7 separate regions of the Mus musculus genome follow, and regions 2, 3, 4, 5, 6 and 7 are each linked to region 1. Evidence: chromatin contacts called from public HiChIP or PLAC-seq and promoter capture Hi-C data. All regions are on one chromosome and are shown on one strand. The core of a region is the stretch at or near the end of the contact, and the rest is flanking DNA. Distances in the headings are between cores, read along the strand shown.

Region 1 (3,450 bases), core at 376-2,875:
TCCGACCACCACCAACTTCGATTTCCTGGGAGGAAAAAATGTCTGTGTCATTTTTCAGTCCTTAACCTCCATCTTCCTCATTCAAATGGCACCACTCACAGCCAAATACCACCTGAATCAAGGACCCGCCCCCTTCTGAGGCAGAGTCCTTGTAGTCCTTGTAGTCCCAAGTGCTAAGATTAATATGCTCTGCCACAACCAGCAAACAACTCCCCCCTCAAACATTCTCCTGTGGTTTGGACATAGCCTAGGGGTTCGCAAGTTAAACCATGACGCTCATATTGAGGTTCTAAGGTGGAGCCTCCATCGCACAATCCCGGTGACTCTACAAGAGACACCAAAAGGCCAGCAGAGAGCTATGTCCATATGTCCATCATCCTAGCACTGGAGAGGTAGAGGCAGGAGGACGGAGTTCAAGGCTAGCCTCAACTACAATCCAAGTCGGGAGACCAGCCTAGGTTAGAAGAGATTCTGTCTGGTGAGTCTGATCAGACCATGACTCTGGCCATGTGCCACCTCAGGATCTCCCAACATGATTGAACCATCTAGAAAGGTCAACTTTAAATTCACCATGGCCTGGGTATCTCTGATGTAAGGCTCTTCTCCAAATTCAAAACTTTCCAACACTATGAAATTGACCAAAAAACTCAATAAAATTAACACTCTCCCTGGGTGGCTGAGCAGTGGTAGTTCAGGGCACAGGACCCAGGTTCAGTTCCCAGCACTCACAAGCATTTGTAATTCAAGTTTCAGGAACACGCAAGGTGCATGTACATTAACAGAAGCAAAATACTAACTTACAAAAACGAAACACCTGTCAAACGCCAAACTCAGAAACACCCACTGATCCTCAACCGAGTGGTACTGGGTCTAAACACTTCCAAAAAGTTAAGGTTAATGTCAGTGGGGAAAGAAAAAAAAAAAAAAAAAAGTCCAGCAATCAAGTGCAGAAGGCAGCACGGACTTAAGCGTGAGACTGGCCTGCACTGGAAGTCCCTGTCTGCTGCCCTCCCGTCTCTTGCCCCGGGAATAGAGGCTGTCAACCACCCGTGGGCAGCGAGCGAGCGCACTCCGGGGTCCCCGCTCACCTTGGCTGCGGTGATGTTGAGTTCCCGCAGCTGCGCCTTGAGATCGGAGTTCATCTCCAGCTCGAGCAGCGCCTGGGGAGACAGAGAACGTGGGCGCCATGCCGGGGGTCAGGGGACCCTGAGGTCAAGCGCGATCGCGGGGGGCACCCGGGCGACAAGCTCACCTGAGAGATGCCAGACTCGAACTCGTCCGGCTTCTCGCCATTGGGCTTCACGATCTTGGCGCTCGAGCTGAACATGGCTTCACCCTGAGGGGAGGAAGGTGCCACCGGTCACCTGGGGCGCGGGCCGCCAAAGCCGGGGCCATCTACGGGCGCAAGGCGGATAATCCGCTGCATCCCACCCCGGGGAGCAGGCTCTGCCGCCCCGGACGCCCCCCAAGAGTCTGTTCCCCCAAACTCTGCGAAAAACCGCGGCCACATTGCGGCCCGCGAACCTACCTGACGGATCGCCGGCTTAGAAAGAGGGACGGCTCTCGCGAGAACGGCTCATATCCGGGTGGCGGAAGAAAAGAGGTGGGGACAGCGGAAGTAGGTGGGTGGAAACCGGAAGCTCTTCTGAAAAGAGTTGGACCGCCTAGAGTGTACCGGAAAATAGTTCCCTACTGGGAACTAATGCGGGAGGATGAGCGTGCCGGTTTCGCTTGTTCCCGGTAGTCGTCAGCGTTCGGCTCCGTTGGTGAAAATTCTCCGCTCCCCTAGTTGGAGACCTGGGCAGAGTGGTGGCGGCCGGACGGCCCTAGGAAAAAGAAAGAAAGCAGCTTCCTTCCCCACGAAGATGGGACGTTTCAAATGTTTCATTAGTCCCCAGCTTTCTCCGCGTTTCCTGCTAACACAATGAAAGGGAATCAGCATGGTGGTGGCGCACGCCTGTAATCCCAGCACTCGGGAGGCAGAGGCAGGCGGATCTCTTGAGTTTGGGGCCAGCCTGGTCTACAAAGAGAGTTCTGGGACAGACAGGGCTACGTATACAAACCATGTATCAAAAAATGAGGTACGGGGTTGGGGCGGGAATCAGACTTGTGTTCAGCTCTTCCTATAGGGAATCAAATTAGTGAGGTAGTGTTAATTAATAGTCATTAATTCCTGGTTTTTACGTATATTGCTTGGTACAGCAGACGATTCTAGAACATGTCCAGGAACCCCTGTCTTCACAAGTATGAAGCTGCCCTGTTGAACATCTGCCGAGAATGCTAAATATGGTGGCTCATGCCTTTTCTCAGGATTCAGAGGCGGGGATCACTGTGAAGGCAGGCTTGGTCTGCGAGTGCCAGAGCTGCAATAGAGACCCTGTCTCAAAAAAAAAAAAAAAAAAAAAAAATCCATTTTCAGAGAGTACCAATAACGGAAGCTGACGGTGGGGTTAGCTGTAGAAGGCCAGGCTTCTGCCTGCCTGGGCTACCTGCAAAACAGGGACAGTTAAGCCCTAAAAGGTGGGGAGAGCAAGGAAGCCAGGTCAGTGAGAAACACTAAAACAGAATGAACCTTTAATCTCAACACTCGAGAGGGAGAGGCAGAGGCAGACAGATCTCTGAGTTTGAGGCCAGCCTGGTCTACAGGACAGCCAGGGCTACATAGAGAAACCTTGTCTGGAAAAACCAAAAGGGAGAAAAAAAAAAAAAAAAAGAATGAAGACAGCCCTGGGAGAGCACTCTCTATAGTGGAGCAATTTCCTTTAGTCAGGGCATTGTCAGAAAAAAAGAGACAGACAGACAGATTAGGAACAGTAAGTCAGAAAGATCTGAGGATGGGAAACAACAAACTCATCAAAGCAATGTTTACTGAAGAAATGCCCACCACTGCTGACTGTCACCCTAACTTCATGTGCCCTGTGAGGCTCTGCTCTAGACAGGCAATACAAGCACACCTGATTCACATGTAGTTGAATAGCCTGTTTTAGCCTAGAAGCTGGTTACTAAAACCAAGTGAATCCTTGTCATCACGGAAAACACAGTTTGGTAAAGACATTATGTAAATACATGATGAAATATACAGGACTGGAGGGATGGCTCAGTGGGTCAGAGAGCGATGACTGCTCTTCTGAAGGTCCTGAGTTCAAATCCCAGCAACCACATGGTGGCTCACAACCATCCGCAATGAGATCAGATGCCCTCTTCTGGTGTGTCTAAAAACAACTACAGTGTATTTACGTATATTAAATAAATAAATTTTTTTAAAAAATAAATATACAATATTTTGTTATGGCTTGCATAACAAAAAAATGTGCGAAAGTGTAAGGAGGACAGATGTACACTTTAGGGAGTTAGGAAAGCCTTTGAAAGGGATGATAGAGCTGGGCATGATGGCGCACACCTTTAGTCCCAGCACTTGGGAGGCAGAGGCAGGCAGATTTCAGAGTTCGA
Region 2 (3,450 bases), core at 479-2,978, 1.9 Mb after region 1:
TGTGCACAGGTTTATGTTCTGACATAAAGACTTAGAATCCTGGGTCCTCACTGTTTACACGAGCAGTTAGGAGAACTTCACACATGAACTAATTGTGTTTAACAGCCTCCTGTGGATTGACTTAAAACCATTAAACAATGCATTACCAGTTCATATTCCATGGCCTGCCCCTTCTCCAATAACATGTGTAAAAGTAAGATGGCTCAGTCTGCATGATCGTGGATACTCCAAACTGTCCAGTGTTATGTCACCCTTGAGCAATCTACCACCCCAGAATTGGGATAGCATCGCCAGCCACACAAGGTTACTAGGGCCATGTTTATCCCATAGATCCATAGAAACACCACTATCTTTGTCTATTCTAGATCAATGAGTTAGGATGTGAATGGCCAAGGGGAAGAATACTGTGCCCATCCTACATCTGCAAGTACTGACTGTATATTCATTGCTGGCCTTGGGGGCAGATACCATATGCACCAGTCTACTGGATAGGGCTGCTTCACTATGTCCTATTGATGGAATGTCTATCTCGGTTTCGTGGGACAGGAATCCTGTGGTACAGACACCATTGGCAGCCCATTTCTCTGGGTAAGGGCTGTGTGGATTATAGGATTCAGCTGCTATCTATCCAGCATGGTGAGACCTGACACTATATTCATCCTGGGACTTTTTATTTCATTTTATTTACATCCCAAACGCTACCCCCTTCAGGTCACCCCTCACAGAGACCCTTTCCCACCTTCCCTATCTCCTCTGAGAGGGTGAGCCCCCACTGGGTATTCCCCCAACCCTGGTGCATCAAGTCTCTGCCAGATTAGTCACATCCTCTCCCACTGAGGCCTGTTGGGCTATGGATACCACAGTCAGGCTACAGCTTTAGGAGAGCCTCTGCCCCAGTTGTGTGTGTGTGTGTGTGTGTGTGTGTGTGTGTGTGTGTGTGTGTGTGTGTGCACATGGAGACTGAGCTGCGCCTTTGCTGTTTATGTTTCAGGGGCCTTGGTCCATCCCATGTGTGTTCTTTGGTTGGCAGCTCAGTTTCTGAGAGTTCCCAGAGGTCCAGGTTAGTTACTCTTTTGGCCCTCATGTGGGGTTCCCAGCCCCTTAAAGACCTTCAATCCTTCCCCCAACTCTTCCATAAAAGTCTCCGACCTCAGTCCAGTGTTTGGCTGTGGGTCTCTGCATCTGTCTCAGTCAGCTGCTGGCTGGAGCCTCTCAGAGGACAGCTATGCTAGACTCCTGTCCCCAAGCATAGCAGGGTATCATTAATAGTGTCAGGGATTGGTGCTTGCCCATAGGATGGGTCTCAAGTTGGGCTGGTTATTGGTTGGCCATTCCTCCAGTCTCTGCTTCATCTTTGTGCCTGCATTTCTTTTAGGCAAGACAAATTTGAGGTGAAAAGTTTTGTGGGTGGGTTGGTGTCCTTATCCCACTGGGGTAGAAGTGGGATTCCTGCCGGCTGCCTGGCGGGCTACTGGAGCAAGGATGCCATCGGACCCTGGCAAACTCTCCCCAGCCGCCGGCTGCATCTGTGGAACCCACGAACCCTCCGCTTTCTGGGCAGTCTGGAAGAAACAGAACTAGGTGAGCACGTTGACACTTCTTACAGAAATGCACTACTGCAATAACGAAAGTTGGACGCTCTTTTAAAAAAAAAAAAAAAAAAAAAGTCAGAACTCTCGCGAGAAGAGCCAAGCGCCAGGTTCGTACCCGTAGATCTCGCGAGAAGTCTAAGCGCCTTTCCCGGCTGTCGGAAGCTGCGGACTCGTCCCGGCTGTTGGGATCCCTGGCGCGATGTCGTCCGCATACTCAGTCCGATCCTTCCCAGTCAGCATCCCTGCGGTGATCATGGTAACTCGCAGGCTCTAAGTGGCGCCGGCGTTTGGTGGGGTTTGCTAGTTCTTGCGAGAACTGCGCAGGGGCGGGCGGGCTGCCTGAAGCCGCTCCCTGCTCCGCTGGATGGGGCAGCTCCCGGGTGCGCACCGGCCGTCCTCTGAGTCCCCAACACCAGTGTTCACCCCGGTGGCGTCTTAGCGCCATACATTGACTTCCCTGCCAGTGTCTGGAGAGACTCTCAAGTGCGCTGTCTTTCCGATGTGGCACAGAAGAGATGAGCGTTACCCAGTAACTGGACTTCAAGCTGTCCCCAAGAGCTTTAGGGCTCCAGATAGAGGAGCTGGTCTTGCCTTGCGGAGCCGTGCCCTTGGAAAATGGCATGGGAAGCTCTAAGAAGTCGGGACTAGGAACTTAATATTAGTTGGAGACAGAATCAGAAAGATTGGAGCCTTGGGGACTGTACTTAAGACCCCAAAGCACACTAGCCGGCTGCATGGTGCAGAAGTGTCAGGGACAGTCAGCTCTGCAGGTTAGGATGGCTCTCATTTCCAGACCTCCATGCACAGAGGAGCTTGGTGTACGCAGCTTCACACATTCCAAGTTAACATGACTTTACTTAGCTCGTTAGTTTAGTTGATAATAACCCTCTAGATTTCACCCAGTCCAAAGAGGCAAGTGGACAGTAGTTTCCATCCTGTGTGCTCAGACTTTAAAATCTTTATATAAAAATCTGTGACTGTGTTTGCAATTGAGGCATCGCTGTTTCCTCTCGCTTGCTCCTGCTTGTCTGAGAGTTCTGGTTGTATACAAACACCAATGGAAGACCCCCAAACTCAATGGAAGGGACCAGTAGCTCCCACTCCCCACAGGAAAGCAGTTTCGTTTCGCTGCCCTCCAGGTTTCTAACGCTATCTCCTCACAGGAGACAGACTGGACAGAGCCGTGGCTCCTAGGACTCCTTGCCTTCCACCTGCTGTGCCTCCTTCTCACTTGCTTCTCCTCACAGAGGTATAAGCTACAGATCGGGCACTTCCTGTGTCTGGGTGAGTAGGAGAACCTTGAATCCCTCTGCTCACTCTCATTGCTGCGATACTGCCCCTGGGTTTGTTTGCGTTGTGTTTTCACAGCGTTTCCCAAGCCTTCATTTCTATATGGAGATCATGAAGTAATCTTTGGACATGTTCTAGGTTGGTCACTAAGGATGCCAAACATCTGTACACTAAGATGTTGATTCTCTTATGCTGACTCTTACACAGATAATTCCTGCTTTGAGTTCAGTGCAATTTATCTCTCATGTAGATGTTTTCTTGCTGGGGTTAGTCCCATACTGCCTGCTCTGGAAATCAGACTATGCATATAATATTACTTTTGGTTATTTTTAAAGATAATGGCTTTAGGAATTCTATGTAGGGATTAATTAGGTACGTGAAATGGAGAAAGATAGAGTCTTTATTGCACAGAAACAGGCACACAGTAAAAGTTCTGGTACTTGGCCAAATGGGGACATTCACTATTTTGGGCCCCTCAGTTGGGTCAGAAGGATACAAAGTAAAATGTCAGGAAGAAAAGATGAGTAACAGCTGACTGGCCTAGGTGTGAGGTCTGGCCCCAGTGAAA
Region 3 (3,450 bases), core at 268-2,767, 1.3 Mb after region 1:
AAGAAAGAAATTGTTTTGAAAAAGGAAGTGGCAGCCTGTGGCAAGAGCCAAAGACCAGGCTGTGTCAGTAGAGTCCAGAGGAGGGAGGGGGGCCATAGGAGAAGAGTAAAGTGCTCCTGGCAGTGGGTGGTAAGACCCTGGAGATGTTTTTGGTACACTACTATATCTACTGTGTAAGAGGAAGGGTGGCCCTTCATCTCACTGCCTGCCTCTCTGTCCATGGTGGTGGGGGGCTTCCTGAGGGGAGTCAGTGGGTAGCCACCTCTGCCCTGTTCAGCACCAGGAGTCGAGTCCTGGAAAGAGTTGAATTCCTGGCTACTGCTTGACTGAAAGGGGAAGGAAGGTCAAAAGGGAAGGAAGGTTCTTAGTGCAGGAACAAGGCCATTGATAAAAGGCCATTTTAAAAGTACTTTAATTAAGAAAATTTGCTAATCTTGGATCTATAATCTACAAGGCATACACACTCAGTTTTTGTTTTTGTTTTTCCTGGGCATCTTTTTAAAAGTATTTTTTCAAGTAGTTTTTTCAAGTATTTTCTAAAGGGAAACCTGATACCCATGACTCTGACTTTTCCTTCACCATGCTTTCTCTGTGGGTGTGCAGGGTATTTGTTTGTTTGTTTGTTTGTTTCCCTGTCCAGCTCTGTGTGTTTCCTTGTGTCCACTATGTATGCCTGAGTTCGAGGTCATTCTTAGCTGAGTGTTTCTGCCACATTGTTTACTGAAGAGCAGTTCTGAGGCTTGTAGCAGGTCCCATCAACCTCATCCTTGCTCACCTGAGGGTGTCTGCTATCTTCTTGAGCCCTCTGATGCAATCCCCACCGCAGACCCTGGGAAGCATTGATCTTAGTCTCATTTTCCAGCCACAGAAGCAAATCGTGGGAGGGCTCTACCGGGGTTTATGAGGGGCAGAATTGAGTTTGCCATCACACAGACCAGAGCTGGAAAGCCGCCTCCCCACAGAATACAGGAGAACCAGGGGCCTCTGAAATCTCATACCCTGCACAGTGAGTCACTCCTGCGTCCCAGGAGGGGAAGACCCCACGACTGCACTGAGGCCTGTTCTTTGAATTAGAAGATGCAGTCACTCAGCACCTGTGTCCTGTTTTCATAACAGGAAGACTTGTCCAGGCCTCCTCCAGCCTCAGCCGAGGCTCCCTTCGCCCAGTGCTGGAACTCCGAGTGCGTGACTGCTAGGAATGGGTCCTCCGTGGCTGCTGTTTGCTTGGCTGGTTCCGATTAGGAAGATGTCTGTCTGGCTATGTTTTTACCGCCACACTTACTTGGAAATGATGGGTTTCATGCTCTATCGTGTGTTGGTTTTTCCTACCTCCCTGTTTGCTTAGAATAAGATCTTGAGCCCTTCTCTCTCCTGATTTGGGTTGTTGTTTTTACTGTTGACCCTCAAATGGGGGGCGGGGTGTCTGGAAGAGAATACAATGCCCTTGATAGAGTCTACAAGTACAGCATTCTGGCCAATTATTCAGGAGGAGGGAAGAATACTGACTTCAGTTTTCAGCATTCATGGGAGATGTTTGGGGTTTGTTCCCAGGGAAACAATATGCATGGACTAGCGCATTTGAATTGTTTATTCATGTGTGTAGCAGAAGGCTTTGCAGTGACTGTGTTTGCAAGTAGCCTGAAAACCTCGCTGTAGTAAACAAAACCTAGAAATGCATCACACTTCTGGGCCCAGCAGTTGGCCAGGCCTGCAGCATGCAAGCAGTGTGTCCTGTGTCCTAACTCTCTGGGACCTAAGGACAATTTGAGCCTGGTTTCATCCACCTAAGCATTTCCACTTTTAAGTGACTGAAAAATTTCACAAGAGTTTTATGAAATCGGCATCCAGTGTGGCGAGTGTTAGTTCATTGGTTAATGAATCGTAAACCTGGTAGAGGACACAGTGGGGAGACACTGACCCCAAGAGATTCAATGGCCCAAAGCTCTTCCACAAACAAGCAGATCTTTCTCCCTGTTCAGCATTCCTGGGCCCTGTATTTGTTTCATTTCCTGTTGCTATGAAGAATATTCTGACAAAAGACATGTATGAGAGAAAGGACTTAGCTCACAGTTCCAGGGTTCCAGTCCATCACTTCAGGGAGATCAAGGCAGCAGGACAGTGAGGAGCAGCGAGAAAAGGGGTGCCTGTGTGTTTGTCAGTGGCTCAGCTTGGCTTTTCTTTTTTTCTTTTTTTTTTTCCATTTTTTATTAGGTATTTAGCTCATTTACATTTCCAATGCTATACCAAAAGTCCCCCATACCCACCCCCCCACTCCCCTACCCATCCACTCCCCCTTTTTGGCCCTGGCGTTCCCCTGTACTGGGGCATATAAAGTTTGCAAGTCCAATGGGCCTCTCTTTGCAGTGATGGCCGACTAGGCCATCTTTTGATACATATGCAGCTAGAGACAAGAGCTCCGGGGTACTGCTTAGTTCATATTGTTGTTCCACCTATAGGGTTTCAGTTCCCTTTAGTTCCTTGGGTGCTTTCTCTAGTTCCTCCATTGGGGGCCCTGTGGTCCATTCAATAGCTGACTGTGAGCATCCACTTCTGTGTTTGCTAGGCCCTGGCATAGTCTCACAAGAGACAGCTATATCTGGGTCCTTTCAGCAAAATCTTGCTAGTGTATGCAATGGTGTCAGTGTTTGGAAGCTGATCATGGGATGGATCTCTGGATATGGCAATCACTAGATGGTCCATCCTTTCGTCACACTTCCAAATTTTGTCTCTGTAACTCCTTCCATGGGTGTTTTGTTTCCTATTCTAAGAAGGGGCAAAGTGTCCACACTTTGGTCTTCGTTCTCTTGAGTTTAATGTTTTTAGCAAATTATATCTTATATCTTGGGTATCCTAAGTTTCTGGGCTAATATCCACTTATCAGTGAGTACATATTGTGAGAGTTCCTTTGTGATTGGGTTACCTCACTCAGGATGATGCCCTCCAGGTCCATCCATTTGGCTAGGAATTTCATAAATTCATTCTTTTTAATAGCTGAGTAGTACTCCATTGTGTAGATGTACCACATTTTCTGTATCCATTCCTCTGTTGAGGGGCATCTGGGTTCTTTCCAGCTTCTGGCTATTATAAATAAGGCTGCTATGAACATAGTGGAGCATGTGTCCTTCTTACCGGTTGGGGCATCTTCTGGATATATGCCCAGAAGAGGTATTGCTGGATCTTCCGGTAGTACTATGTCCAATTTTCTGAGGAACCACCAGACTGATTTCCAGAGTGGTTGTACAAGCTTGCAATCCCACCAACAATGGAGGAGTGTTCCTCTTTCTCCACATCCTCGCCAGCATCTGCTGTCACCTGAATTTTTCATCTTAACCATTCTGACTGGTGTGAGGTGGAATTCAGCTTGGCTTTTCTTTTATACGGTCTCAACCCAGGGAACAATGCCACGTGGTTTTGGTCTGGGCTTTTCCAAATCCATTTATGTAATTACAC
Region 4 (3,450 bases), core at 275-2,774, 1.3 Mb after region 1:
GGGCAGCCTCTCAGGAGGCTTTGGGGTTGAACGATTCTTACTCTCAGGAGTGTGGCCTGGAAAGTGATAGCATGCTGGCAGTTTAGCAGGAAGGCCTGAATCCCGATCTCTCTCTGGAATACATGCTGCAGGTGGTCGGAGGTATTCCAGTCATGGAGAGATCCCAGTGACTAGGAACTGGAGCCTCCTCCAACAGCCTCCAGTTCCCCCACCGTACAGCCTGGCACAGTGCATCGGAAGTCTCCTGACAGTGCCTGAGTGTGACCCCATCCCTGGGCAGTACCCTGATGCCCAAGTCAGAGTGGAAACACAGTAGTTTGCAGGTCAAGATACATCTGGTGTCTTGTTTTTTTTTTTTTTCAATAAAGTAACAAAACACGGAGGGAAAACTTAAGAGAGAAAGATCTGTGTTGGCTCAGAGTTTCAGAGATTTCAGTCTGCCTGTCCAGAAAGGCCTGGCAGAACTGGGTAACTCCCTTTACATAGCCAGAAATCACAGAAGGAACACCTGGGCTGTTGGACTTTCCTCTCCATCTATCCTATTACACTGCCAACCTATGGGTGTCATTCTGGTTCTTAGTAGGTCTTCTCCTTTTAGGTAACTTTCTATAAATTCCCCCAGAGTTGAGTTTTATACTCTCCTAGGTGCTCAGTCCAATCAAGTTGAGAATCAGGATCAACTGTCACACCTGGGCTCCAGTTCCAAACCTCACATTTAAGACCTCTGCTCCCTTGGTTGTATTGCCTAACCTGGCCTTCCTGGCTGAAGAATGGAGAGACTGGAACCCCAGGGAGAATCAGAGAACTGTATAAAGTGTCAGCATTCAATCTTGCAGAGTACACTCTGATGTTAACCTCAGGGCTTCCCTTGTCTTAACGCTGTCCACGCAAAAGCCATCCCATCTTCCCCACAAGGGTTCCTCATTGGCGGTGAATGTTGGAGACCTCAGGAATCTCTCGCTAGGGAGCTTCTATTTCTGCAGCACAGCCTTCCCACAAGCTGTGCACTGGGGGGTGGGGAGGTTGCTGTGCCTCAGTTTCTCAAGTAGGAACGAGGAAAACTAGAGATAGATGTTTTGTGTGGGAACAGTGGTGGGCACGGAGGCAAAAGAGGCAGTGCCGCGAAAGCTCACTTCCTAGAACACAACAAAATTTGTAAGTATTCAAAAAAGGTATTACTAGCAACAAAACCCTTGGATACAGGGAGAAAGGATGATAAAGGGATGTGGGGTAACTTTGTTGTGGTACTGCAGTTTTAAAAGCAGAATCAGGGATCCAATCTCTGTCCCAAGCGACACCTCTGCACCTCTAGGAGCCCCCCACAGTGGAGTCTGTGTGCACTGGTCCTGCAGTCCAAGGAGGCCCTGCTGCACCTCCGAGAAGGGTCGCTAGGTTCAGACACCAAGGCCCTGGTGATTGCCCAGCCCCCGCCCTCTGCGAAGCTAAGAGGGGGCGGAGCCACGCGCATGTGCACAGCTGGCGCCCCCCTCCCCGCCCCCCGCGCACAGCTGGGACGTGGGCCGGGGACCGGAGGGCTCAGTTGGGAGCCGGCGGTGGACGCGCCCGCCGAGGCCTCCTCCGCTGCTGTTCACGCGTGCCAGCTCCTGTCCGCGCCATCTGCCATGGCCGTGCGCCCCACGCGCCGCTGCCTGCTGGCGCTCCTGCTGTGCTTTGCCTGGTGGGCCATGGCGGTGGTCGCCTCGAAGCAAGGGGCAGGCTGTCCAAGCCGCTGCCTGTGTTTCCGTACCACCGTGCGCTGCATGCATCTGTTGCTGGAGGCCGTGCCCGCCGTGGCGCCGCAGACCTCCATCCTGTGAGTGCGGCCCGGAGGGCGCTGGGGTCTGCGGGACGTGCGATTCAGGGGGATCGAGGGGCGTGGGTATCTTGGGGGGCAGGGGTACTGGTTTGGAGAGGTGGGCTACCCCGGCGTCCGGCGCAGGGTGTGCTGGGCCTTTTGTCCGTCCTGGCTAGGACGCCAGGGGCGGACCTGAGCGCTTAGCGCGCGGCCTGGGGAGCCGCCTTTGTTCAAACTCGGAATCTCCCGCTGGACCGGGAAGTAGTAGGGAGTCGCCAGGGAAAGCCCCGCGCGTCTCTCGAGCCCTCCCCGCCTGGCCTTCCCTCCGGTGTCTTCTCAACTTTCTCTCCACTCGGGGTTCCTCTCCCTCTCTCTTCTCTAAAGCGCAGGCCTGGGGTTGGGTCGTCCCTCCTCCGACCCCTTCTTTCTCCATCAGTGTACCTGCCCCCCTTTCTCCTCCTTCTGGAAGGATGCCCACCCCACATCACCCTGCGCCAAGGAAACCTCTTGCAGATTCTGGGTCCCGCGGCGCCACAGCGCCAAGTGTACTCCCATCGGCTTCTGCGCTGGAGCCTTCAAGTTCGCTGGGTGTCCTGAGGACTCTGTTGGGCGCAGCCCTTGTAAGGAGCTTTTTCTTTGCTTGGAAGAAGCTTGGCGTTCCAGGTGCCATGGAGGGCCCACCATCGTGCGGGTGGCCAAGTTCTGAGCAGCTCTGGGACTCTCCTCTTGCTGTTTCTACTCAGTTGGTCAGTTTCGCAGACGTCCTCCACTTCCTGGCTTTTTCACCTGGAGTTGTGCTTTGCGCCTTCACCGAAAGCCCCCAGATCTGAAGGAATCCCAGTGCTGCAGAGTTGGCTGCAGGCCTCTGTGTGTTCTGAGATTTGGTTCTGTGAAGGAAGGCATGCGTTTAGGGGCCAACTGTAATTCAGGGTCCTGCAGCTGCACTTCTGCATTCCAAAAAGAGTTTTCACTTTTTTGTGGCTGGGCTGGAGGACTTTGGCATCTCTGAGGATGCCTGCGAAAGTTATAAAAATCTGAGGGAACTATTCAAGGAGTGGGCGGTCGGTCAGGGCTCTCACTTCTAAAAGTGCATGGGTGTCCTACTTCCTCTGGGGGAGATTGTGCGGGCCGCACGCGGCCAGTCTGGGGTGGGAATGCCTAGCCTAGTCCTCTAGAGAGCTAAATAAGGCTTCCATTCCAGAGGGTGTGGATGGTCAGCCAAGGCTGCATCTGAGAGGACAGACAGTGTGCTTTAAACCAATAAACTTTTTAAACTGGGCCAGAGTGGAACGTCTCCAAATACAGAGAATTTCTGTAGTGACTCAATGGCCAAAACTTGGACCCTAGAGTCATTTCTCACATCTGGGCAAAGTCAGATTCTCAGACTGTTCCCAATTCTTAGTTGCTTTCTGCAGCAGTGTTTTTACATGAGTGCTGTAGAACCCAGCAGGAGTCCCCCCACTCTGCCTTGTATGCTACCATGCCACATAAAAATTTAGTGTGTGTGTGGAGGGGTGGGGGGGCGGGGGCAAGCTTAGTGGTTAAAGAGGTCTGCAGCAAAGCTTGACAACCTGAGTCTTAAGGCCCACATGGTGGAAAGAGAGACCTGACTCCTGCCTGCAAATTGCCCTCTGACTTCCAGATGCATGCCACAT
Region 5 (3,450 bases), core at 650-3,149, 1.3 Mb before region 1:
ACAGCGCCTTCCGGAGCGGGGCCTCCTCCCCTCCCCCGCCCGGTCCCCTCTGCCTTTGTTGCAATCACGAATTTCAGGAAAAAGAAATAGAAATTACAAAACACGTTTTTTTACGGGTGGGGAAAAAATCACAACTCCAGACTAGGTGTGCAACTACCTTGAGACACGATAAAGGACGGGAAGAGTGGGGAGACCAAAAAATTTTTTAAAAATAAAAATTAAAAAAAAAACTTGGAAAATCTGTTTAAAACTACTCATTTCACTTTAACTCCAACAACATTTCATCACCGTTTCCAATTTCTCAGCGCCACATCTCTCTGACCATGAGCATCTTCTCCCCCTCCCCCCACCATCCTCTTTATCCTGACCGCCACGACTGCCTCCCGAGGAGCCCTGCGCCTCTCAATACGTGAACACCAGGTCGGAGAAGTTCGCCTCCAGCCAGTCCCCCGCGATCATCTCGCTCAGCTCCGGCGTGCAGTAGTCGGGGAACTCGAAGTGGGAACCCAGGCTGCCCTCGCTGAAGGAATCCAGGTCCTTATCCACCAGCGACAGGGACAGGTTCCCCGCCGCTCCCGCGCCCAGTGGCTGCTCGCAGGCGCTGTGCGCGCCCTGGGAGAAATTCAAGCTCAGGTCGAACATGAGGTCGTCTGCATCCTCGGCGCCGCTGCCGCTGCTGCTGCCGCTGGATGAGGAGGTGGACACGCAGCGGGAGGACGCGGGCGACAGCGCGGGAGGCGCGGGCGGAGGCTGCTGCTTGGTGATGTTCTTGAAGCTGTAGTAGAGCCGGCCGCCCGCGCGCACTTCGTCGTACAGGCTCGCGCCCTCGGGGGACTCGGCGGCACTGCTGAGCGTGGGGCTGGCGGGGACCTTGGCCACGCTGTAGCGCCTCAGCAGCTGAGGGGGTTGCTGCTGCGTCGGCGGCGGCAGCAGGTGCGAGTGCGCGGGCTCGTCGTCGTCGTCGTCAGCGTCCGGCTTGGGCCGTAGCTGCAGCTCGTCATCTTCGTCGTCGTCTTCATCGTCGTCGTCCAGGAAGACGCACTTGGCTGCCTTGCCCGCGGCGCAGTCCCCCGGCTGCGCCGCCTTGCCCGCGCCCGCCTTGCCCGCAGGCGCCTTGAGCTTGGCGCACTTCTTGCCGGGGCCCTTGGCTGCCTTGGCGCCCGCCGCGCTCTTGTCGGGGCTCTGGCCCGCGCTGGGCTTGGCCGCTGGGTCCGTCTTGGGCTTTTTGCGCGGCCGGTACTTGTAGTCGGGATAATCAGCCATGTGCTTGAGGCGCAGGCGCTCCGCCTCCCTGATGAACGGGATCTTCTCGCTGTCCTTCAGCATCTTCCAGCGCTTGCCCAGCCTCTTGGAGATCTCGGCGTTGTGCATGTCGGGCGACTGCTCCATGATCTTCCTGCGCTCGATCTTGGACCACACCATGAAGGCGTTCATGGGCCGTTTGATGTGGCCCGACGCCGTCTTGCACCAGTCCGGGTCGCTCTCGTCCAGGGCCACCGGGCTGCACGCCATGAACTCGCCCTCCTCGGTGTCCAGCGCGTCCCGGGGCAGGTTGCTCTCGGCTTCCGAGCTCTCGGCCTGCTGCACCATGGTCCGCGGCGGGGCTGGGCGCTCGGTCTCCTGCGCGGGCGCCCCTCCCCCTCCCGCCCCTCCACCTTCTCCGGCAAGTTGCAAAGTCCTTGGCCGCGCGCGTCCGCGGCTGCCCCCCTCCCCCCCGGCCCCGTTCCCTGCTGCGTCGGCGGCTGCGGCGGCGACCGGAGAGGAGGCGGCGGCGGCCCGGGACCCGCGCTCTCTCTCTCACTCGCTTGATTTCTCGCTCTCTCACTCCTGGCAGCCGCCGCAAGCGCCGGACCCCAAGCACTCCCAGGCGCGCGCGCTTCTTCTGCAAAAAGTTGAGGGCTCTCTCTCAACTCGTTATCAGGGTGTCATATGGGTGACATCACTACTCCCACCAGCCAATGGCTGGTCCCGACTCCGCCTATCTCCCGTTATTAACCACGGGCCCCACCTCCAGCCCCGCCTCCTGGCCAGTTTGCAAAGATGGGGGGCGGGGGGAGTTGTCTAGAAATATGTTATTTTTTCAAAAGAAATCCGCGAGTGCGCACAGCTGCGCGTGTCCCCCGGGCGGATGCAGGACGGAGCGAGAGACGCCAGCGCGGACTCAAGGGCGCGGGACGATGGACTGAACCCCAGTGCAGATGCACCCACCCGGGCACCGCGAGTGGGTGCCCCTGCTCATCCTGGGCGCGTCGCGCCCTAAACCCGCGCGCGATCGCGCTGCGCCGCTATCCAGCAGAAGGTGGCGCTTCGACACCGCGCGGCACCGTGCACGTGGGCTCATCCTCCGGTTCTTTTTCTCCCTCTTTCTAGAGCCCGGTCGCCGGGCCCTCCCTCCCCCCCTCCCCGCGCACCCGCAGGGTTTTGTCCCGTCTCTCCCCCTCTCGTTTTCCCTCCTGGATCGCGCGCATCTGCCGGTTCGGCTGGAGTAACGGTCTTCGGAGACCGCCGTGTCCGGGCGGCTCCGGAGCGGTTCGGAAAGGAGTTCACGGATTCAGGCCGGATCGGTGAAACAGCCCGGGACTCAGCATCGCCGCCCCTCCCCCACTTTCTACTCCATAGGCCTCCCCAACTCCCCGCGTCCCGCCTCCTCTGTCCATCACCTACGCCCTCCTCCCCTGCAGCTCGGTCCTGAAACCCTAGCTCTGCCTCCCAGCACGCACCTTCTGGGTCATTTGCTATTTTAACCCAACGGTACAAACCAAAGCTAAAATGAAGTGCACTCTCGTTTAAAGCGAAGATATTTCTTATTTGCCTGCTAAGGCTGCCGCTGGAGCGGTGGCTCCTGCCTACTGGTTTTGCCGGGCTCCTTGGAAACTCGCTTCTCTTTGTGTTGTCTCTTACCCACCTATGGCTCTTCTGAGGACAATGAAACGAAGCCTTTCTGCTTTCTGTTTAACGTGGCTGCTCACCCTGTTTTCCTCATACCTACCCACTGTCAGTTCTGGGGGCTGGTTCTTAAGATCTACAGCCCCTCACCCCACCCGGAGTTGCTCACCCGAGAAATCGGCCGCCCGGGACTAGTGGAATTATCTAAACATATTTCCTTTCAGGTTGGTGTACTGCACAGGGTACTACACTTCTCATCTCCCACACATCCCCACTCCGGACATAGAATGGTGCCAGGTCTTCATAGGCCATTTTATTTTTAAAAAGGGGGGAGGGGTCCCTGTATTTCACCCTTATCGTATTCACCCCAAAGAAAAGCACCGATCCAAGCACGTGTATTATTGAAGTTAACCTCAGTCTTAATAATGTTGGCATTTTATTTTAATGTTTAAGGCTATTGGAACCTAAAAAATTTACATACTGGTTAACCTGATGTCTGGAGATGTAGAAAAACCCATGTGGAGTGTAAAAATCCATCTTTGAGGCAAACCAGACATTCTCTCT
Region 6 (3,450 bases), core at 334-2,833, 1.2 Mb after region 1:
TGTGACGTTCAGCAAGTTGCTCTGTGGCTTCCTCCTGACCTCACCAAGCAGGTGAGGGCCCAAGGTTTAGCATCTCAGCAAGTGGCTCTTTGTTAGCAACTCTGCAAGTGTAGATGGCCCTTCATAGGCTTCAGAAGACCCTAGCATTGCACAGGCACAGGGTGGAACCTGTCTCTGGACATTTCAGGTGTCCTTCCGAAAGCTGAAAGCTGGTTCTTTCTGGCTGGATGGCAAACAAGTGAAAGAAACAATTGCCAGCCTTGACGGTGTGGGTGTGGCCCAAATGCCTCATCAGCAAACGCCATCATTCATCTGGAGTGTTTATGAACCATCCCTGAGACATGAGCTATGAAGCCAAATGTCCAAAAGTTCCCACAGAAATCTATTTTCATCCTTAAAAATCCCTGCTACTTTATTTTTATTAACATTGTTTTAATTTTCCCAACAAAATTTTGAAATAATATTTAATACAGGTTGGTTTAAATACTATGTAAGAACTGGAATTTAACTTTATTCACAAAAACGTTATGTGTATATTCTTGAAATGAATTAGATTTGCTTGTGCATAACTGATTTCTATAAAAGCTTCCCACATCCCCAGGGGTGGAGAATAAGGGGCTCACGGCCTGGACATATTTGCTACCTGTGTGTTTCATGAGCCTTCTGGACTGATTTGAGAGTTAACCAATTTCATTTACACTGAACTCTTTACTGAGATATTGTTTACATGAGTCATTAGTGAAGCATGGGTTCTTGCTTAACTAATACGTTAAGCATAACTTAGGCTTGCCGTCTCTGAGCACTTCACAAGCACCCTGAAGTTAGGGGATGAGAACAGCTATATCTCAGCCCTCACCAATTTAGCAAACACTGAGCTAAATCTTTCAGTTCCCATTTTTAAATTTACAAGCTTCAAATGGTAGCTTTTCTTTTTTTTTATTAGGAAATTACTGGATCCTCGCTAGCTTGTTGTGCGTACTCCTTGTTCAAATTCTCTTCCATTTCATGCACCTTTCCACCCACCAGCGTGATTGCCAGGGCAGCCGGTGGGTGAATAATTGCCTGTCTACACAGGAGCTTGCTTGGGAGCTAAAGTGGAGGGCTGGCTTCCTGATGTATGCACGCCTCATTTGGATTCTGCCAACAGCCTCGGGGTGATATTATTCATGCCTTGACAGAGAGCACTCACTAAAAGCTTTGGAACCCAGCCAGGTACTGGCTGAGAGATAGGGGAGCAGTGCAGCTTGCAACTGAGAGGAGCATCCATAATCCAAAAAAAAGGGGGGGGGGGAAGAAAGAAAAGGGAGAAGGAACAGAGAGAGCCCCTATGCCATCCTCTTTGCTTTCCCTGGCTTCATGTAGATAGAAATTTCATTTGCATTGAAATAAAACACCCTAAAAATAATTGCATTTTTTCCCAACCACGCTTGAAAGTTTAACACAATTTTCCACGTTTAATTGCAAAGCTGATTTTAATTAGTAAGGCCCCGCATGTGAAAAATGAAGATCCACTTGGGTGCATGGATACATTGCAGCGTCTGCCGGATGTTCTAATTAACGACGGGGCTGCCTTGCAGCAGGGCGCGCCATGGGATGTTTATAAGGGATTCAGAGCACACAGCCACCTAGCCAGCCTATCTGTGTTTACTCCCCTCCGATCTTTATGAGGCATCATTGTGCCTGCCGTCACCTCATCCATAAGCTTTATGGCATGCCTGTCCTTTTTACTGTTTGTCACCAATTCTGTAAATCACGAGTCAGGGCATACATATTTTAACATTAATTTGAGAGCAGACCACAGCAGTGCAAAGAGAAAAAAATGTCGAGACCTAGGGATTTATCTGGGTGAAGTAGCTGTCCCTGATCACTGCTACTCTGGGTCCGTACTAGGAGCTGTATGTGTGCAGATACATTTGGGCACCATCATTTTGGACTGTGGTAGCAGTTAACCTTTATTATTACAGTAAATCCTTTATTTTAAAAAGTCTCTGGGCCATTTTTCCTAAAATAAATAAATACAATAGAATAGAATAGATAAATAAATAAAAATAATAATAATAAAAAAGTCTGCTGCTGTCTGCCACACATCGGGCCCCTGCATCCCCCATGACTCAGTGGATTTGATTCACAAAAAAAAACATATTCATAATATGTTTATATGTATTCTTTATGTTTGGCCAATGGAATATACATATATATATATGTGTATGTATATACATATATATATATATATATATACTTATTCTAATAATTCTAATTTCAAAGAGAGGAAGTCATGTTCTGGCTCTAAGGGCTTTGATATGAATAGGTCAAGTCTGGATTTAGCAATTAACCTCATCCTGACAGCTTGCTTGATGACCAGATACATATGAACATAACCACTTTGGAACATGAGCAGAGTGTACACCAGAAATGGATATGTAGTGTGGCTGGTGCTGACCCACCAAAACGTCCATGATTCACTCTTAAACTCATCTGTGAAGGAGTTATGGGAAACAGCAGCTATTTCTCATATCTCCATATGCCCAGAGATGACATCTATGGAGGTAGTAGCTTGCTTGTAGGCAGGTGCCAGCGGTGCTGGCCCGGCTGTGCAGTAAGGAACAGGATCCTTCAGATCCTCAGTATTGTGACTCCAGCCAGTTCTCACCTAAGAGGTGGTATCTGCTGACAATGGCTTTCTTATGGTTGGCAGTGTGACTCTGAGGGCTGGGTTGGAGGCTGCATTCAGAAGATGCTGCTGGGAACATCTTCTCAGGGATGTGTGTCCCTATGTATTAGAGAGGCGGGGAGATAGAGATGAGGTATAGGGAGGTGGAAGAATTCAGGCTTCCAGAGGGGCTGATTTAAGATGACTTGGAAGACTGCTCCATGACTGGTACATTCAGCATTTCCCATCAGTATCCAGTCCATTTCATGTTGCTGCTACAAAATGCCCCAGGCTGGACTTGGTGATTGACCTTGTATGTGGGAGCCTGAAATGGAGACCTGACTCTAGTAGGCAGGAAAGCAGAGGCTGAAGGGGACTCAGCAGCTCAAGTTCTCCAAACCCAAGGCCAGGTGCCAAGGGCCTTGTCCTGAGTGGTTGTATCCCCCTGATAATGCTTTTCCTATAAGGCCCATCATCTTAAAGGCGTGAACACCTCCCCACCACAGTGCACCCAAGTGGAGGGAAAGCCACGTACAAGCAATTACACACACTGGAGACTTTCACAGAACCTCGTATTAGCAGTGCTGACTCTTGTTCTTTCCATCCATGCATCTGTAATGCAACTGTCATCATTTATATTCACACTGAGGAAATGGAGGAGTAACTGGAGGTGCCACCTAGACTCTTAACTCTCAAAGACCTGTTATGTATTCTCTGGGCTCCCCACTGCCTTACATAGACCAGTGTGTCCAAATTTTTGTACGAAATTATGGTTAGAAAACAAACTTCTGGCAGGAGAG
Region 7 (3,450 bases), core at 638-3,137, 1.1 Mb after region 1:
CCTGGTTAGTGTCTGAAAGAAGTATAGTATTCATCAGCAGTGAGGTGATACCCTTTCTCCCCAGCAGATAACCTCCATAGCACATGGCGATCCCACAGGGCTGCAGGGACCAAGCACACGGTTTCCCTTAACCTTTTCTAGTGGGAAACAGCCAGGGACTGACACTCACTTTCCCTGGAATGTTCAGGGGATGGCTGCTGCTGCCTAGCGCCTCTATTAGAAGGAAAAAGCCTAAGATGGGACTTAGAACTTACAGGCTCAGTCTTGGCATCACCCTCATAGATTGAAAAATGAAGCGTTTTCTTCTCACTGACAAACAGCATGGTGCGGGGTGTGAAGTGTGGCTAGTCTCTCTTGAAGCCCCTCTGTTTGCCTGTAACGTGGGCGCTGGCTCTCGCAGGCAGCTGAGGGGCTCAGATGGAATCCCCTCCAGATGCTTTCCTGTATAATATTAATAAGTCACAAGACTTTTCTAGTCCTCATCTTTTTATTGCAGATTGAAAATGGGGCTCTTAAGCCTGATTCGGCACTTGGTCTGGGGTGTCTCCTATTTCATGCACATCAATTACTGCCATGTAAAGTGGGGAAATATCTCAGTTGGTAAGGTGCTTGTCATGAAAACATGAGGACCTGAGTGTGATATCCATCTTCTATGTAAGAAGCCAGGCATGATGGTCCATGCTCATAGTCCTACTCCTGAGGAGCTGGACACACATGGATCCCTGTGGTTTGCTGGATCATCAGTTTTGACCAATCCACAAGCCCCACAGTCAGTGAGAAACCCTGTCTCAAAAGCATGGTGGAGTAGGGGCTGGATGGTTGGCTCAGTAGTTTGCAAAGGATCCAGGGTCCATTCCCAACCGGTATCAGATGGCTCACAACCATCTTTAGCCAAAGAATCTAACACACCCTGGTCTCCACAGACACCTATATGTACCTGATGCACATAAACTCACACCAACATATATACATATAGATTTAAAATAAATAAGGCTTTGAAACAAATACAGAGTGGAGAACTCTGGGAGAACAACCCATGAGACCGACCTCTGGCCTCATATGTACATGAATGCACATATGCATGTTTATATACATACATGTTTACAAACTTGCAGACAAAAACGCATGCACATGCATACATATGTGCATCTAAATGTATACATGAACATAGCACATACCATGTATATACATATACATGAGTTTATGCACACATGCAATGCACACATGTATACACACATACACACATTCACACAGATACATCCATGTACATGAACACATGCACACAAATACACATGGATTTATGCACATGCACACATACAAGACACACACACAGAGATGGTAATAACACTCCTTCAGTCCTTAAAATGTAGAACACTAGAAAAACTTGTATTTCACATAATTTAGCAGAGACGTTATGGATCTGATTTAATTTTGAAAGGTGAAACGCAAAGAGACTACACATCCAGGAGACCTGGGTTAGTCATCTGTGTAAGAAGTCACAACAAAGGCATCCAACAGGCCTTCCGGCTGTGATAGGAAGCAACAATGAATCATATCTGTCTGATCTGGGTTGCATGCTTCTGTCGTCTACATTATCCTTACAGGGGTTTTCCCAAATCAAACTTCGTCTCAAGACACTACTGAAGAAAAGCACATTAGTCACTCTTCCATTGTTTCCAAGGCTTCACACGCCATTCACAAATAAAGCTAAAATCCCTTCAACTTACTTCTACTTGTTTACCTGCCAGTTAAGATGAGTGATTTCTCATTAATGGTTTTGTAAGGTTTAGCACATAAAACAATAGCCGGCAAAAGTGAGTAGTCACAAGACATAATAATGAATGAGTAACAGCTTTAGGGGCATCGTGCTCCAGGAAAACACACAGGGCTGTGCAACAGCCAGTTGTTCGCATGTACTTAGACAGGAGATCGGTCACTCCTGGCGCTGGGGAGATGATTCAGTGAGTAACGGTGCCCGCTGCACAAACATTAAGACTTGAGTTAGGATCAACAGCACCTATGTGGAAAACCAGGCATGGCACACCTACCTAGAACCCCAGCACCGAGAGACAGAGCCAGGCAGACCTTTACAATTCACTGGCCAGCCAGTTTAGCCCACATGACCAGGTCTAGGTTCAGTGAGAGAGCCTGTCTCAATGGGCTAAAGTGGAGAGAGGGCGAGCAGGATAACTGATACCCTTTCTGGCTTCTTTACACAAAGGGTCATACATCTGCACACACATGTAAACATAATTCCAGTTTGAGATCACTCAAGTGTGAGGACAGCCTCTGTGGGAGAGAGGGCATCAAGATGCAGACTCCATGTGCTTAGGTAGCTGTGTGGAGGCCTTGCCATGATTGCTAGAATAGCCCAGAACAATGGTGAGTGGTCCTTTCTGAGGAAAACTGGTGAGGCCTGGCAGCTGTGTTCTTATTAAGGTGATGAGCTTTCGGTGAGAGGAGAGAAATGAATAGCTTCTACTGCTGCTGTTTGATTTGCAGAAGACCCAGGAGACCTTACCTGGACATGCATGGGGCACAGCAGAACTCCAGCAGCACACATACAAATCTACAAAGCATTTCTGCAATAGACCCAGTGAGGGCCGTGACCCAATTTTATTATTGTGATTAAACAAAACTTTAAACTTTCAATCTCTCGTGTGCAACACGACACAGAGTAACACTCAGTACACGCTTGTAAGTGAGCCATGCCTGAGGACAGGTGTTGGTAGTGCCACTTCACAGCACCCATGCTGCAAACCCCAGTCTGGCTGTTTGGTTTTCTGTCCCGCATTGCACCTCTCCTGAATGGCATCCTACGAGGCTCATAATTGACTGTTGTAGATTTTTGTTTTGCTTCACGTGTCATGTTCTGAATATTGAATTTGATCATAATTGCAATGGGTCACACTACCTTTTTAAAATTTTTATCCAGTATGCACGTTTGAGTGCTAGGTGATATGAATGTTATATGTAAATTTATACAAATTGGTATGCTAATGAACCTGCACCATTGCAGTAGACTTTTGGTATGTGTGAGGGGTTGTCACCCTGTCACAGGGCAGTCCACGGGGGAGCTTGTGCATTATTGTGAGCTCAGTATAACTTAGGCATCTCTTCTCTTATTATTCTCTAAATCTCCCACACCATTCCTGGGGATGACAAAGATCTCGCTGGCTGTCTTCCAACCATGTGTCTTTTCCATGTGAAAGTCAGTTTATAACTTTATGCTTACTAATTTAAAAACCAGCTTCCATTCAACAAATACTGTTGGGTATTTTGTGCAAACATCACACTAGGCAAATACAAGGGAGCCTTTCCATTTGAGAGCAGAAATTCATTGAGCCTGAGAGCCACACCATGAATGGAGCATGCATCCCAGGCTAAGATATGTGGGTGATGGTCAGCATGAGGGACTCCTGTGGGGCTATACTATATAGGTAGGGTGCA

Evidence for each region. Promoter capture Hi-C pulls out the DNA fragments that hold promoters and counts their contacts. HiChIP or PLAC-seq counts read pairs in DNA pulled down with a chosen protein or histone mark.
Region 2: a promoter capture Hi-C map of pre-B cells shows a contact between it and region 1. The contact joins the promoter of Tmem18 here to the promoter of Rps7 in region 1. A contact is called at or near these places in 5 of 39 promoter capture datasets (the 3T3-L1 cell line, 3T3-L1-derived adipocytes, hematopoietic stem and progenitor cells and 2 more), 6 of 484 Hi-C or Micro-C datasets (B cells, CD4 T cells, CD8 T cells and 3 more), 6 of 115 datasets of contacts at active chromatin or transcription factors (bone marrow-derived macrophages, double positive thymocytes, effector CD8 T cells and 3 more) and 2 of 9 other capture datasets (adipose tissue and liver).
Region 3: a contact with region 1 is called in an H3K4me3 HiChIP or PLAC-seq map of stem cell-derived neural progenitor cells, with 5 times the contacts expected there. The contact joins the enhancer-like site here to the promoter of Rps7 in region 1. A contact is called at or near these places in 1 of 39 promoter capture datasets (embryonic stem cells), 4 of 115 datasets of contacts at active chromatin or transcription factors (epiblast stem cells, extraembryonic endoderm stem cells, large pre-B cells and 1 more) and 1 of 9 other capture datasets (adipose tissue).
Region 4: a contact with region 1 is called in an H3K4me3 HiChIP or PLAC-seq map of stem cell-derived neural progenitor cells, with 9 times the contacts expected there. The contact joins the promoter of Pxdn here to the promoter of Rps7 in region 1. A contact is called at or near these places in 7 of 39 promoter capture datasets (the 3T3-L1 cell line, the C10 cell line, cranial neural crest and 2 more) and 7 of 115 datasets of contacts at active chromatin or transcription factors (astrocytes, embryonic midbrain, embryonic stem cells and 4 more).
Region 5: a promoter capture Hi-C map of neural stem cells shows a contact between it and region 1. The contact joins the promoter of Sox11 here to the promoter of Rps7 in region 1. A contact is called at or near these places in 3 of 39 promoter capture datasets (cranial neural crest, hippocampal neurons and neural stem cells), 2 of 484 Hi-C or Micro-C datasets (both in embryonic stem cells) and 4 of 115 datasets of contacts at active chromatin or transcription factors (astrocytes, cardiomyocytes, embryonic stem cells and 1 more).
Region 6: an H3K4me3 HiChIP or PLAC-seq map of embryonic forebrain shows a contact between it and region 1, with 4 times the contacts expected there. The contact joins the enhancer-like site here to the promoter of Rps7 in region 1. A contact is called at or near these places in 5 of 39 promoter capture datasets (the 3T3-L1 cell line, cranial neural crest, hippocampal neurons and 2 more) and 6 of 115 datasets of contacts at active chromatin or transcription factors (differentiating embryonic stem cells, embryonic forebrain, embryonic hindbrain and 3 more).
Region 7: an H3K27ac HiChIP or PLAC-seq map of extraembryonic endoderm stem cells shows a contact between it and region 1, with 11 times the contacts expected there. The contact joins the enhancer-like site here to the promoter of Rps7 in region 1. A contact is called at or near these places in 8 of 39 promoter capture datasets (the 3T3-L1 cell line, cranial neural crest, embryonic stem cells and 4 more), 3 of 115 datasets of contacts at active chromatin or transcription factors (extraembryonic endoderm stem cells, neural tube and trophoblast stem cells) and 2 of 9 other capture datasets (adipose tissue and embryonic stem cells).

What each region holds. Positions count from the first base shown.
Region 1 is chr12:28,634,328-28,637,777 of GRCm38.p6, forward strand. Rps7 (ribosomal protein S7) reads right to left here and starts at 1,626. Exons shown (of 7, transcript NM_011300.3): 1 at 1,529-1,626; 2 at 1,253-1,336; 3 at 1,089-1,160; 4 at 1-25. The coding sequence starts at 1,327.
Region 2 is chr12:30,582,715-30,586,164 of GRCm38.p6, forward strand. It overlaps Tmem18 (transmembrane protein 18), which reads left to right and starts at 1,729. Exons shown (of 5, transcript NM_172049.2): 1 at 1,729-1,848; 2 at 2,756-2,876. The coding sequence starts at 1,792.
Region 3 is chr12:29,953,119-29,956,568 of GRCm38.p6, forward strand. The region is part of intron 1 of Pxdn (peroxidasin); the gene reads left to right. Among named protein-coding and RNA genes, the nearest start is that of Pxdn, 17 kb to the left of the region's middle. Within about 2 kb of position 1,518, at least 79 of the 459 cell types and tissues checked have an H3K27ac peak or open chromatin away from gene starts, as enhancers often do. A contact at or near this core is called in adipose tissue, extraembryonic endoderm stem cells and stem cell-derived neural progenitor cells, where this site is marked.
Region 4 is chr12:29,936,512-29,939,961 of GRCm38.p6, forward strand. It overlaps Pxdn (peroxidasin), which reads left to right and starts at 1,525. Exons shown (of 23, transcript NM_181395.2): 1 at 1,525-1,813. The coding sequence starts at 1,623. It overlaps Gm31939 (a long non-coding RNA gene), which reads right to left and starts at 1,476. Exons shown (of 4, transcript XR_001780596.2): 1 at 1-1,476.
Region 5 is chr12:27,340,819-27,344,268 of GRCm38.p6, forward strand. It overlaps Sox11 (SRY (sex determining region Y)-box 11), which reads right to left and starts at 1,900. Exons shown (of 1, transcript NM_009234.6): 1 at 1-1,900. The coding sequence starts at 1,590. The coding sequence ends at 403.
Region 6 is chr12:29,788,373-29,791,822 of GRCm38.p6, forward strand. The region is part of intron 8 of Myt1l (myelin transcription factor 1-like); the gene reads left to right. Among named protein-coding and RNA genes, the nearest start is that of C630031E19Rik, 100 kb to the left of the region's middle. Within about 2 kb of position 1,584, at least 65 of the 459 cell types and tissues checked have an H3K27ac peak or open chromatin away from gene starts, as enhancers often do. A contact at or near this core is called in embryonic forebrain and forebrain, where this site is marked.
Region 7 is chr12:29,747,749-29,751,198 of GRCm38.p6, forward strand. All of the region lies in intron 4 of Myt1l (myelin transcription factor 1-like), which reads left to right. Among named protein-coding and RNA genes, the nearest start is that of C630031E19Rik, 63 kb to the left of the region's middle. Within about 2 kb of position 1,888, at least 13 of the 459 cell types and tissues checked have an H3K27ac peak or open chromatin away from gene starts, as enhancers often do. A contact at or near this core is called in extraembryonic endoderm stem cells and trophoblast stem cells, where this site is marked.